Linked DNA regions of Sus scrofa: region 1 is linked to region 2. A link is a contact called in public Hi-C data. All regions are on one chromosome and are shown on one strand. Each heading gives the region's core, a stretch centred on a gene start, on an enhancer-like site or on the middle of the called end of the contact. The rest is flanking DNA. Distances are from core to core; before and after follow the strand shown. Region 1 overlaps NXPE3 (NXPE family member 3). Region 2 has its middle 220 kb from the start of ZPLD1.

Region 1 (4,298 bases), core at 306-2,805, 400 kb after region 2:
ACTGAGTAAATATAGAGTGGAAAACCCAGGCAGACACCACTTCTTTAACCAAGTGATCAAGGTTAACATCATTACTAATATAAACTGACACACAACATCATTTTTGTCCTAGTCTTTCCCAAACTGCATAACCTCATTTCAATCAAAAGAAAACATTAGACAAACCCAAATCTAGAAAGATTCTAAAAAAACAACTGACCAATGCTCTTCAAAAGTATCAAAAAGATAGAACAAGAGCCAGGGGATCTGTCACAGAAGGAAGATTGAAGAAATGAGCAACTTGGGAGTTCCCATCCTGGCTCAGCAGAAACGGATCTGACTATCATCCACAGGGACGCAGGTTCAATCTCTGGCCTTGCTCAGTAGGTTAAGGATCTGGCATTGCCATGAGTTGTGGCTATAGGTCACAGACGCAGCTAGGATCCCGCATGGCTGTGGCTGTGGTATAGGCCAGCAGCTATAGCTCTGATCTGACCCCAGCCTGGAAGGGAACCTCCATATGCCACGGGTGTGGCCCTAAAAAGACTAAATAAATAAATAAATAAATAAATAAAAAGAAATGTGCAATTAAATGCAAAGTGAGATCTGCACTGGATCCTGGAACAAAGAAAGGACATGAGTGGAAAAACTGATGCAATCCAAAAAAACTCTGCAGTTTAGATCATCATATTGTACTAACGTTAAATTCTTAGGTTTGATAAGTTTCTGTGATTTCTTAAGATGTCAAACATTAGGGGAAGTTGGGTGAAAGCTATACAGGAACTTTGTACTATAGTTTCACAACTCTTAAATCTAAAATTATCTGAGAACAAAACATTTTTAAAAGAGGAAAAGGAATGAAGGGAGACAGGGAAGAAGGAATGGAAGGAACAACGTGAGCCCTTCGTTTACGATCTTTAAGTGCCCCCTGCTGGTCACTAAGGTGAACTTCTTGAAGTTCCCCCAAGCTGGACTTTTTTTTTTTTTTTTTTTTTTTTTTGCTTTTTAGGGCCACACCTGCAGCATATGTAAGCCCTCAGTCTAGGGGTCGAATCTGAGCTACAACTGCCAACCCACACCACAGCCACAGCAATGCGGGACCCAAGCCAAGTTTGGGACCTACACCTCAGCTCACAGCCACACCAGATCCCCCACCCACTAAGCCAAGCCAGGGATTGAACCCACATCCTCATGGATACTAATCGGATTGGTTTCCTCTACACCACAACAGGAACTCCATAGCTGGGAGTTCTTTGACATTAAATAAAGCAATTTCCCTTCTATTTTCTTTCCAATTATCTACCTGTCCCGAGATGGTTTTCTCAAAACCAGGCTACTCTGTTCCTACTGATTCATGGTTGCTCTTTTCCTCTAAAAATCCATCAAAAGCCTCACAAGTTACTGAATCTTCTCTCTCAACAGAAGAGTATATCACAAACCCACAACCCCTTCCTGGCTGAACCCCAAGACATGTCAGGTGCAAGTGAATCATCTGAACCTCCTCCTACTGACCATCCCACTGGCCAGTCAGAGACATTACAAGGTGGGCAAGTCAGACAACCAGGGCTGTGGAAGAGAAGGACAGATGCAGTAGTGGGATGGGGCCTCCTGCAGTGTCAGACCTAAGTGTGAAGAGTACAGTGCTACTGGGAGGTACCATGTTTACTGACATCTCAGCTGTGGGGTTGAGGGCCAAGCAGACAATAGGGATGTTTTACATTTCTGTCCTCTATAATTAATAACTCACTGGGTTTAAGTAAATGAAATACAGCTCTTCATTAGGAAAAGACTGGGATTTCTTGTGGCACATGACAGTGAAGACCAGAGATACAAACTGGCACTGTCCTGCCTACAGCTGGACCATATTATTTAGCTCACACAATATTTTAAAAGTTTTTAACTGAATGCCAATGTTAGTTTTTTGGGTTTTTTGGTTTTTTTCTTTTTTTGTCTTTTTAGAGCCACACCCACAGTGTATGGAGGTTCCCAGGCCAGGGGTCGAATTGTAGCTGTAGCCACCGGCCTACGCCAGAGCCACAGCAATGCCATATTCAAGCCGCCTCTGCGACCTACACCACAGCTCACGGCAACACTGGATCCTTAACCCACTGAGTGAGGTCAGGAATCGAATCCACATCCTCATGGATACTAGTCAGATTTGTTAACCACTGAGCCACACCAGGAACTCCTAGATACCAATGTTTTGAAATCTGGAGACATCATATCAAAAATTAAGACTTCCAGTTTTTCACGGAAAAAAAATCCACAGATCTGCCCACACTAGGTCTACGTTTCTGCGTGGCAACAATGCACAGAACTGAGAGGCTGCCCCCTTTAGAATGTCCCTGCTCTAAGGTTCCTTCCCCACCATTTACACAAGGCATGCACGTAGCCAATACCCATCCTGGTGGATTCCTGCGTGTTACCTACCTGTGGCATTAGCATTTACATCATCCGCCCTGTGGGATACTACATACACACTTTCAACAGCTAAAAGGACCTCGTGTGCCATCTGCACTTGATCTTAGCCAAAAGGCCAAAAAGGGATCACCTGCCATCTCCATGAGCCTCTTTAACAATATTCGGCCTTTCTTTCTACAAGTCACTATGAATAATTATATCTATTCTGCAAAAACAAAACACATACATTTACTCTTTTAAACTTCATTCTTTTACTTTTAATAATATCCTATACTAGTGGATCGAAATCGCCTGGAAGGATTTAAAACTATGCTCAGTAGCAACCAGGGCATATTAAAGGGGAAAAAGGGGTTTTGTAACATTAGTGAAACTGCAGAGCCTCAAAACCCTTAGCAGGAAAAACAACAAATCATCCAGCTCTTTGCTCTTTACCTTTTATACTCCTGGGAATCACAGTCACCCAGTCAGGTCCACTGGAGTTGATTGGCATTTTGATATTGACACCACTTTAAGAGGAATAAAAAGAGTATAAGCTTAGATTAAGGAACATTTACTTTCCAAAATGCATCTTTATTTGCAGTTTTAAATGGGCAAGATTTCACAGAGCTTTATTAAGATGAAATATTCTTGGTAAATGTTAATCAATACAACTGATAATTAATAAACCAGGTATCTTACAATAAGCAGAATATATGGATATAAAAACTGAGTAAGAATTACATAGGTTCTTAATTTTTCACTGCTTCTTCCTAAGAGTGCAAACTCTAAGAGTTCCTATTATGGCTCAATGGGCTAAGAACCCAACTAGTATCCATGAGGATACTGGCCTTGCTCAGTGGGTTAAGGATCTGGTACTGCTGCAAGCTGCAGCTTAGGTCACAGGCTGAGATCCAGCATTGCTGTGGCTGTGGCATAGGCCGGCAGCTGCAGCTCCACTTTGACCCCAGCCTGGGAAATTACATGTGCCACAAGTAAGGCCCTTAAAAAAAGAGTGTGAACTCCAAAATGACAAATTCTGTTCGAATTACTTGCTTCCCCTTAGACTCAGAGAACGGCCCACACTGATTAGAATGTCTGTTTTGTCACTACTTAGTTTTCAGGCTACAAGTCTATTGAGCGTTAAATCACACATCAGATTCCTTAGGCCTCGTCCAGAGCTGAATCCTAATTGTGGCCCTCTGTCTCCAGACACATGCTCATGCATGTACCCATGTTCACCATTACGACTCTGTAGCTTCTGTTCTCCTTAATAAGATGGGTAGTCCTGAAAGACAGAGATTGTAGTCCCATTCACCTTTCATCTTTAGCATTTAGCACAGGCCCTGGACTAGCGTCCATACTCAGAAAATATCTGATGGAGGGCTGTGTGAAAAGGTGAGGGAAAAGTATACTGAAAACACGGTGTAACTATTCCGGAAACTAGGTTATAATAACTAGGCTTCTTGCACTTAGGCCAAAAACAAACAAAAAATTAAAATGCCAACTTTCTAAACTCAATATGGGAACTTGCAGTCATATTTCATTTCATCAAAAATCAATTCAAAACAGATTTATTCTTAAATAATTCTCAAGTTTCTACTATGTGCCAGGCACTATCCCAACTGCCAGGGATTATAACAGTAACAAAACACACAGCAACTCTGCCATGGCACTGACACTCTAATAAGAGAGACAAAAAACAAGAAAGGAAGGAATGATGGTGGACATATTAGAGAATAATAGCATTTCATGGATGATAAAAGTGACAATTAATAGAGGACATGACTTTAAGAGAACACATATAAACTACTTTCATGAGTTTAGAGCTTCGGGGTAAGAAAAAGAAAACTATCTCTGTCACTTGTCTGTAAAAATGTTTAATCTCAGTCTAATCATGCAGAAACAAAGCAGGAAATCCA
Region 2 (4,339 bases), core at 306-2,805:
GCAACTGCATTTTGTCCTCTTTAATGCTATCATTTTTTAAATTTTTTATTAAAGTATAATTGATTTACAATGTTGTGTCAATCTCTGCTGTACAGCAAAGTGACCCAGTCATACATATGTATACATTGTTTTTCTTATATCATCTTCCATCATGTTCTATCATAAGAGATTGGATATAGTCCCCTGTGCTATGTAGTAGGATTTAATGTTATTATTATTCCATACTTTAAAAATTCCAGACAACTTGTCCCTCCAGATAAGAGTGAATTTACAAAACTTCATTGTTCTTAAAAGTTCTTCTTATGGAGAACTTAGAGTAATGGAATTGGTGCCTGGAGGCAGAGGATATACACACAGGTAGATGAGGGAGCAGCACACAAGGGCCAGAAGGGATACAAACAGGATAAGCTTCCTGATTCTGAGTCAGAATCAAAACAGCATGACCATAATAATAAAAAGTAGATGATAACAGACACACACAGCACTTGTTTATTAGGCACTGTTTTAAGAACTTTATATGTACTGCCATTTATTAAGCTTCTTGGATTCTCATAGTACAAAAGAAAGAATTCCCAGTAGGTTCCCGAGATTCCTACCCTCTGGTGTAGACATCCCATATAATCACCTCCCTTGAGGTATGAATCATGAGTATGATGGGATAGTCACTTCCATGATTAGATTATGAAACAGTTATCTTTAAGAAGCAGAGATTATCTGACCTAACCAGATAAGCCTTTGAAAGGAGAGGCTGTCTGATGAGTGAGATTTGAAGTGTGAGAGGGACTTCATGCAAGGGGGATTTTCTGTTCCTGGCTTTGAAGATGGAGGGGGCCACAGGCAAAGGCCTTTGAGCACCCTCTAGAAGCTGAGAGCAATTCCTAGTCAATAGTCAAAAAGAAAATGTTGACTTCAGTCCTATAATCTCAGTGAACTGAACGCTTCCAACCTAAATGAGCTTGAAAGAAGATCATTCCCCAAGAACTCCCAGTTTAGAATATACCCCAGTGAACCATACCAAATGAGATGCTAATCCAGCTAATCCATGCTTGGATTGCTGGCCTACAGAAACCCTGAGATAATAAAAGGATAACATTTTAAGCCTTAATTAAAAAAAAAAAAAAACTCATTGAGGTAAAGACTTCAACCCCTTTTTATAGATGAAGAAAATGAAGGGAAGTTGGTTTATTAACTCCTCCATAAATTACCAGTTAGTAAGAAGTCTAACTGGGATTTAAACTGGGGCTCTCATCCCCAGGAAACAAGGTCTGAACCACTATATAGTCCACCTCTAGATCTTTTCTGAAATTCTACACTTTTAAAAAATAACAAATAATTTTTTTTATTTATATGCAGGTCAAGGAAAAGTTGGCAGTGGGTTAGATGTGGCCCCTGAGCTGGCAAGTATAAGCTCTGCCTTATAGAAAGAGAAAAAAGGAGAGCCCACCATGGAAGGGTACTGACCTGAGAATCAGAGGGGCTCATTCCTGCCTTTACCTTGCTGTGGACCCTGGGCAAATATTGTTACCTGTTTGGTCTTCAGCATCTTTACTTTAAAAAATGAGAGTCTTAAAGCAAATGATCTTGAAGGACTTTCCACTTCCAACATCCTATGAGCCTAAGGTACTCAAGAGAAAAGGAGGTCTGAATTGAGAGAGAATATTGAAAATAAAAGGGACACATCTACCCAAGAAAGTGCAAAGGAAGTAAAAACAGGTGAGAAGAAACATACTGGAGGGAAGAGGAGAAAAGAAATATAAGACATGTAGTAAAAAAGTTCCATGGCTCTTGAGGTTGGATTAGTGATTTCTTCTAGGACCCTTTTAAGGAAAAAAAAATTTGCAGATAAGATTATAGATGAAGAATACTTACAGGACTTTTTCTTTAAGATAAGGATGGGGAAAGAAGACAAAGCCAAATAGACATTAGAGGTACAGCATTAGTGTGGAGCAGAAAATGTCTAAGGTAACCTTGCCAGTTAACTGAGAAATTGGCACAGGTCAGGGATTTGAAGATGGAAGTTTTAGGAGTGCTACAAGAATCCAAAAAAAAAAAATCCTGGGCAATCTCGGAAAATAAGTATGCCTTACTGGCCCAGAATCAGGTTTTAGAGAGATACTGCTCATGGATGAAAGAACTCCTGTCACTGGGCTGTCTGTTCTAAATCTCTCTGGTTTTTCTCAGACACTTCTTTGGCAAGAGGGAGATGACACTGTGTGCTAAAAATCAGCCATGGATTGCTCAGAACTGAATTCATCCTGAAAATTAATTGCCCTTGAAATACATCAGTCTTGGAAAGTTTTGAAGACAGCTCCTAGAAACTGGGAGTTATGAAAATAAATAAAGGTAATCTTTAAAATAAAGTCATAAAGGGGGAGCTCTCACTATTAATCAGAGCCCAGAAGGAGAAAGGAAGAAATTCACTTTGCCCAGCAAGAGTTCACCATTTAAACACATTTACCAACTTGGATTCCTCAAAACAGTTCCTTCCAACTTCCTCTTTTCCTCTATAAAAGCAAGCCCCTCTCCTCTGTTCCTTTTCTTATTATTTTTTAAAGTTTTATTGAAGTATAGTTGATTTACAATGCTGTGATAATTTCTGCTATACAACAAAGTGATTCAGTCATTCATACATGTATACACTTCTATTCTCTTTCAGATTACTTTCCCATATAGATTATCATAGAATATTGGGTAGAGTTCTCTGTGTTATACAGCAGGACCCTGTTGACCAGTCGTTCAATACAAATCAGTGTGCATATGCCTTGATTACGGTTCACCATAGTTTGCTTGTCCTGAATTGCAATTCTCTGCTATTCCTGAATAAATAATTTTTCTGGTAAATAGCTTTTTTTTAAGGTCAACAGAGTTAAGTGGTGGTCCCTTGATACCCCTCACTGCCCAGTGAAGCCTATCCCACCTTTTTGTGGAAATAGAGCAAACTTGAAGTCTTTAAAACCCTGACTGGACATGAACTTCCTATGAAAACTAATATCCTTGACTTGTAAATAAATAGGTCAGTTTTCTTTTTAATTGTGGCTCTTGCTTAAAACAATTACAAGGTTGCAAAATTAAAATGCAGATTCATAGGCCCCACACAGGGGATAGAAATATTCATTTTTACCAAGCTCCCAGGCACAATGCTAGTAGAAGTTTCTAACACCTCTGCCAGGCTTCATTTTGAGGGACTAGCCTGAGATCCACAGGTATAAGGAACTGTTCTGGGAACAAATGAATGCCAGAAACTCCAAGTTCCTTCGTTTCCAACTTCACCATTTATAGCACTAATCTACCACACATATTTGAGAAGTAAAAATTTCTCATCCTGAAAGGAAATTCTTTTGCACCCAAGATATCTGAAAATCTTCCTTTTTCTGAGTTTTTAGACATTATTCCAGTGTTATGTGCCAACTTTCATGTTTTCCATTTAATCATCAGCATTGAGTAATTGCTATGTTCCAGTAACATTTCTTTTTACTGGAGATAAAAAAGTCTTCATGGGACTTATGTATATTTGGACAGAAAATAAACATACAAAAAATAAATTACATAGATTTTTAAGAGGTGAGGAGTTCCCTGGGGAAAAAAATAAAAAGGAAAAACAACATGGTAAGGGAGTGACTGGAGTGCTGAGGGCATTGCAGTTTTAACTAGAGCTGTCTAATAGGCCTCATTGTAAAAGTGAGATTTGAGCAAGAACTTTAAGAAGATGAGGCACTCATTTGGAAGGAAATTCCAGGAAGACAGAAGAGCCAGTGCAAAGTAAATGTTTTTAAAGTAAAAATGGATTGAGTTTAAGGGAGAATCTCCTAGGAGGCCAAGGGGGCTGGAGCAGAGTCTAAGGTCAATTATGTAATTGGGAAGACAAAAGTCACAGGGACTCTTAGGCCACTGTAAAGACTTTGATTTTACTCTGGACAAAAAAAAATTACTGCAGGGTATTGAATAAAGTGATATAACTGACTTTTCTATTATCATTCGGATCTACTGTAATTTATTAGATTGCTAGATTTGATACAGAGCGGGTAAAGGTTAAACAAAGCCTTAAATCATAAACTTTGGGTTCCACTGAGCACATGCTATCTACATTTCCATTGAACAAAATCTACAATCAAGAGTTGAGGTTATTTTCTCTGGGAATGGATATTTTTCATGTTTTTATTTTTTAAAAATTCAAATTAGCAGATGTATTTTGAGTTTAACAAAACTCTGGCAAATAGGTATGGTAGAACATTTTAATTCCCATTTTACAGATGATAAACTGAAGTATAGAAAAACAAAATGTCATGCTCAAGAATTAAATATATGTACATATATAGTAAATTAATATATGTATATTTAT

The links. A called contact is a pair of places that touch in the nucleus more often than the background predicts.
Region 1: a contact with region 2 is called in a Hi-C map of retroperitoneal adipose tissue, with 2.8 times the contacts expected there. The contact joins two enhancer-like sites. A contact is called at or near these places in 1 of 5 promoter capture datasets (liver), 33 of 47 Hi-C or Micro-C datasets (adipose tissue, alveolar macrophages, blood and 17 more) and 2 of 2 datasets of contacts at active chromatin or transcription factors (alveolar macrophages and skeletal muscle).

The regions. Positions count from the first base shown.
Region 1 is chr13:157,310,131-157,314,428 of Sscrofa11.1, forward strand. NXPE3 (NXPE family member 3) reads right to left here. Exons shown (of 7, transcript XM_003132693.4): 5 at 2,833-2,906. Among named protein-coding and RNA genes, the nearest start is that of NXPE3, 26 kb to the right of the region's middle. Within about 2 kb of position 1,556, at least 4 of the 83 cell types and tissues checked have an H3K27ac peak or open chromatin away from gene starts, as enhancers often do. A contact at or near this core is called in retroperitoneal adipose tissue, where this site is marked.
Region 2 is chr13:156,906,401-156,910,739 of Sscrofa11.1, forward strand. No RefSeq gene overlaps it. Among named protein-coding and RNA genes, the nearest start is that of ZPLD1, 220 kb to the left of the region's middle. Within about 2 kb of position 1,556, at least 8 of the 83 cell types and tissues checked have an H3K27ac peak or open chromatin away from gene starts, as enhancers often do. A contact at or near this core is called in retroperitoneal adipose tissue, where this site is marked.